2 separate regions of the Zea mays genome follow, and region 2 is linked to region 1. Evidence: chromatin contacts called from public Hi-C data. All regions are on one chromosome and are shown on one strand. The core of a region is the stretch at or near the end of the contact, and the rest is flanking DNA. Distances in the headings are between cores, read along the strand shown.

Evidence for each region. A called contact is a pair of places that touch in the nucleus more often than the background predicts.
Region 2: a Hi-C map of root tip shows a contact between it and region 1, with 5 times the contacts expected there. The contact joins the promoter of LOC100383749 here to the promoter of LOC103641440 in region 1. A contact is called at or near these places in 5 of 25 Hi-C or Micro-C datasets (ear, leaf and root tip) and 1 of 3 datasets of contacts at active chromatin or transcription factors (leaf).

What each region holds. Positions count from the first base shown.
Region 1 is chr1:187,180,048-187,182,774 of Zm-B73-REFERENCE-NAM-5.0, forward strand. It overlaps LOC103641440 (oligopeptide transporter 5-like), which reads left to right and starts at 1,318. Exons shown (of 2, transcript NM_001346987.1): 1 at 1,318-1,635; 2 at 1,716-2,727. The coding sequence starts at 1,545.
Region 2 is chr1:187,378,917-187,381,643 of Zm-B73-REFERENCE-NAM-5.0, forward strand. LOC100383749 (C2 and GRAM domain-containing protein) reads left to right here and starts at 1,415. Exons shown (of 9, transcript NM_001355451.1): 1 at 1,415-2,406. The coding sequence starts at 2,058.

The DNA.
Region 1 (2,727 bases), core at 68-2,567:
GTTCTGTTACACCAACCGCCAGTGGAAACCTATTTCCACTGGCGGTTGGTGTAACAGAACCGCCAGTGTAAAGACCCTATTTCCACTGGCGGTTGTGTTAAGATAACCGCCAGTGGAAATAGGTTTCCACTGGCGGTTCCTAAGTCGGGTCCACCTTGTTTTTTTTACTGGCGCGTGATAACTGAAACCGCCAGTGATAATTTATGGGTGCCGCAGGCTTTGAGCTCTTTTCTACTAGTGGCACGAGCAGAAACGTAGGAGAGCTGTGTTCTCATCGGTCCAGTCTAGCGCGAAACAGGCCCTTTACGTCGTCCCGGTAACCAATCACACAGTATGTGCTCTGGTTGGTTATGACAAGTGGCATTGCAAGCTAATTAATAGAGTGTTTGGTTTGAAGAATAAACTAGTCCATCATCTTCTTCTTACTTTTTTATTTGATTTATGGAATGAAATGGGTTGGATCTATTACCACCACATTCTCTATAGTTAGTTAGTACTAATATGGTAAATATGGCTATCCCAGCAAATTTGAGAAATATACCCATGATACACCATCTTATTTTAGATTTTAGATGGGGTGATTTCTTAAACCAAACGTCCCCTGACTCTCACGGCTCCATCAGCTACCTCTCAGAGCTGTGCTGCTGCTTGACAGTAGTTTTCTAGGCATGGCACCAGAACCAAACGTGAGAAAACCCGCGCGCTCCAAGGACAGCATTTTGCCTATCACAAGCACAGTATTTTTGGTGGTTACTGGTTTAGCCACCACATAAAATTTCTGCAACCAGTTTCAGATTTTAAACAGTATATATATATATATATATATATATATATATATATATATATATATATATATATATATATATATATATATATATATATATATATATATATATATATATATATATATATATATATATATATACACATTGACGGCATAAGCGTCTCAGATCTGTCATTAAAAAAAAGTACGTCAGACCACTTGCTAGCTATTACTATTCTATAGTAGGAGCAGTTGCTATACTTTTAAGGATGTATTGTACTAACTGTATTATACTGACTACTAGTAGCAGCTTAGCTAGACAGTACCAGCAGTGCTTTTACAGTTGCCTTGCCCCCACCCAGTGCCTTTTTGTCAGTACCGGCGATCCTCATGACATCATAAATACCCGAGCTCGAGCTGTCCCTTCTTCACAGCTTTGAACTGCCTTTTGTAAATGCTCCTACATACGATGCAGCAGTGCAAGGCCGCCCGGGACCATGCATGTCCCTTCTTCATTTCACTCACTCACGCTCTTGCTTGCAAACATAAGAGAGGTCACAGGATGAAGACGACGATGGCGCTTTCTTAACCTGTCACTTGTGGCTTTGCAGGAGCTACTAGCTAGCTACCAATCAACACGGCCCCTAATTGGCCTGTCCATCTTATTGGTTGCTGTGTGGGGGCGCCCCGGCCCTGGCCCCTCTACAGAAAAGCCTGCTTGCTTTTGTTTGCTTATAAGGACCCCCAAATCTTAGGTGAGAGGTTGGCAAGCTGTCTCAGAATGGAGCCGGTGGAGCCTCAGCAGCAAGTGGAGCTCAACCGCCTGAATGCCAGCTCCAGGCCAGGCACCAATGGCGGGAGTGCAAGAACAGGCGAGAGCTTGCTCTTTCCTCTCTCTCTTCTTGACAGGAACTTCTTTTTAATTTTGCTTTCTTTTGCTGGCTGACTGCAGAGAAAGAAGAGGAAGTAGACGACTGCCCCATCGAGGAGGTCCGGCTGACGGTGCCGATCACCGACGACCCGGCATTGCCCGCGCTCACGTTCCGGACATGGTTCCTGGGGCTCCTCTCCTGCGCGCTGCTGGCCTTCTCCAACCAGTTCTTCGGCTACCGCCAGAACCCGCTGTACATCTCCTCGCTGTCGGTGCAGATCGTGGTGCTGCCTCTCGGCAAGCTCATGGCGGCGTGCCTCCCCACCAAGGCCGTCCGGGTCATGGGCCGCTCCTTCTCCCTCAACCCGGGGCCCTTCAACCTCAAGGAGCACGTCCTCATCACCATCTTCGCCAACACCGGCTCCAACTCCGTCTACGCCGTCGGCATCATCACCATCGTCAAGGCCTTCTACCACCGGGAGATCCACCCGCTGGCCGCCATGCTGCTCACCCAGACCACGCAGCTCATGGGGTACGGCTGGGCCGGCCTCTTCAGGAAGTTCCTCGTCGACTCCCCCTACATGTGGTGGCCGGCCAACCTGGTGCAGGTCTCCCTCTTCCGGGCGCTGCACGAGAGGGAGACCAGGAGGCCCAGGGGAGGCACCACCAGGCTGCAGTTCTTCCTCACCGTCCTCGCCACCAGCTTCGCCTACTACATTGTGCCCAACTACCTGTTCCCGACCATCTCCACCGTCTCGGTGGCGTGCCTCGTCTGGAGGCGCTCCGTCACGGCGCAGCAGATCGGGTCCGGCGTGTACGGCCTCGGCGTCGGCGCCTTCGGCCTGGACTGGGCCACCGTGGCCGGGTTCCTCGGCACGCCGCTGTCGACGCCGGCGTTCGCCATCGCCAACATCATGGCGGGCTTCTTCCTCATCGTCTACGTCATCGTCCCCTTCGCCTACTGGAGCGACGCGTACGGCGCCAGGCGCTTCCCCATCATCTCCTCCCACGTGTTCATGGCCAACGGCAGCCGGTACGACGTGAACAGGGTGCTGGGCGCCGGCACGTTCCAGTTCAGCCAGGCCGGCTACGA
Region 2 (2,727 bases), core at 165-2,664, 200 kb after region 1:
GAGCGAAGGGTGGCGTCTTCGCCTTCGCCCCAACAGCGGGCGGCGGCGTCCCGTGCACGCTTCTGTAGCCTGGCCCAATTGTAACCGTCGCTACCCACAACCCATAGCCCGCGAGAGTGGACATTGACCACGAGTCTGTTCGCTTGGCATTAATCCATATCAACTTCTACTATAGTGTTTTTGTCTCTATATATCGCAGCTGCAGCAGTTTAAACAGCCAGTAATTCGAAGCGAACAGCCACAACTATGTCTGTGCTATTAGAATTTGCTGTCTTGGCATGTCTGTATTTTTTATAGATGATTGTACGAATCTATAATAATCTAAATAATTGCCTTACATCGTAATGATTTGGATTATGGATTATAAAGTTGAGTAGGTTAAAATTAGCTGAGAAATTTAGAACGGATCAGGGTGTTTGAATGCACTATAGATAATAGTTAGTGGTTAAAATTAGCTAGAGACATTCAAACATCCTAGCTAATAGTTCAGCTATTAGATATTTTTAGTAAATTAGGTACTAGTTAGCCAACTATTTGTTAGCTAGTTAATTCTACTAGTATATTTTTAGCTAACGAACTATTAGCTCTAGTGCATTCAAACACCCCCTAATAGACCAGCTAAATCGTTAGTTATATCATTTAAATTGCTATTTAGTTATTAGTTGCAAGCTAACAACTTATTAGTTGATTAACAATTAGCTCTAAAGATTTAGAGGGACCTAAGATATATAGATTATAATAATTTATTCTCTTGGTCCTAGAATGTAGTCTCTCTTGCTAAATCCAACTCATATATCCTGATATCCATTCGCTCAGTCAAAATGTGGGAAAACTTTTATGCACCCTTGTTTGTCAAACGTTGAAGTAAAATGTTTGACAGTTTTTTTAATCTTATTGTCGAGCTTTCATTTCATTTTATCAGGGCAGCAAGGTAACTGGTTTTTGCCAGCTTTTGCTCTTAGCACCAGCAGCATAATAGCAAAAGTGCTGATTTTTTTTGGGTCGAGGCATATTGACAAAAGTAACCACATATCGTGAGACAAACTTTCCCTCTCGTGAACAGCAAACCAAAGATTCATCTGGAAGTTAATTGAATTTTACATCGAACCAAAAAAAATCACCTGTTAACGCTACTAAAAACGCCAAGAATTCACTTTTTTTTTCCTGAACGTTTGGCACTCGCAGTAATGGAGCAAAGCCAAACAGAGCCATAGCCGTCAGTTATGTGCCGTAAACCTGACGAGTTTCTCCAAAGGTCTTGCGGTTTCAAAAGGCAGGCGACGGCGACCCGAACCGCGGGGAAGGGCCGAGGAAACAAGATTCGCGAGGGGGAGAAAAGGAAAGGAGAGTAGGAGACAACACGAGGCGCCGAATCGAAACAGGGAAAGCCAAGGCCCCTCCCCCGCGTACGCGTCACTGTGCGGCGCCTCCCCCTTCCTCGCTCCGCTTTCTGCTCTGTTCGTGTGTGAGTCGTTGACGAAACCCCAAGTCCATGTGGGAGGTTTTGACTTGATCCAACCAAGAACGCGCATTTCAGCCGTAAAATACTCGTACCGGTTTCCAGGTCCGGTCGCGTCTTGCTCTCTTCCGTCCCTCATTTGCCTTCCCGTCCCTGCTATTCGCGTGTGGGCCTTTGCTTACCCATTCTTGCTTCCGCTGTCTTTGCTGCGTGTAAATCTGATCCAGTACTTGTGTGTCCGCGTCACTGGGGATTCTTTACTTTAAGTTGGATTTGGCAATGTCAATGGAAGGAGCGATATCTGATCTGAATTGGTGACATTTCTTGCTGCTGCTTTGGTCCTGGGGTGGGCGGATTGGAGAGCGACCACTGTCTTGCCGGTTGCTTTTGGGGTAGCTACTGTTCTTGTGAATTTCTGATGCGGAGTTTCGCTCAGGATAGGGAAAGGAGTGATCTATAGATTTCTAGGCTTCTGTAGGGAAAGAAGTGATCTTTGATAGATTTCTACGCTTCTGTTGGCGATTCCTCTTCATCTCAACTTGGGGATTTCTGCCGAGGAGACTTTCCTGACTGGTTTGGGTTCAGCTGAGGAGCAGAGATGAGGTTGTCTGTTCGTGTGATCGAGGCCCGCAACCTGCGGGCCATGGACTCCAACGGCTTCAGCGACCCGTACGTGAAGCTGCAGCTCGGGAAGCAGCGATTCAAGACCAAGGTGATCAAGATGAACCTCAACCCGACTTGGGATCAGGAGTTCAGCTTCCTTGTCGGTGATATCAAAGATGTGCTCAAGCTTGATGTCTATGACGAGGACATCCTCCAGATGGATGACTTCCTGGGCCATTTGAGGGTGCCATTAGAGGATGTGCTGTCTGCCGATGACTTGTCGCTTGGTACCCGGTGGTACCAGCTTCTTCCCAAAGGCAAAACCAACAAGACCGTCGACTGTGGTAATGATGGACATTCATCTAGTTTTGTTCTTCATTTTTTGTTTGTTATATGTTCAGATATGCATCCTTCTGTTGAAGGCTAAAATGAGCCTTGCGGACGGTCCGGCCCTGAGGCCGGACGGTCCGCGGTCCGGACGGTCCGCGGTGGCGGCGCGGACGGTCCGCGGTGGCGGCGCGGACGGTCCGCGCGCGCGCAGAGTCAGTTAGGGTTCCTAGTTTCTCGCGGGATTTGTTACCTAAAACCGCGGGATTAACTCGGGAAACAGTTGGAAACGGATCCAGACCTCCCCCTTTATATAGATGAAGGGCTACGGCCGATTG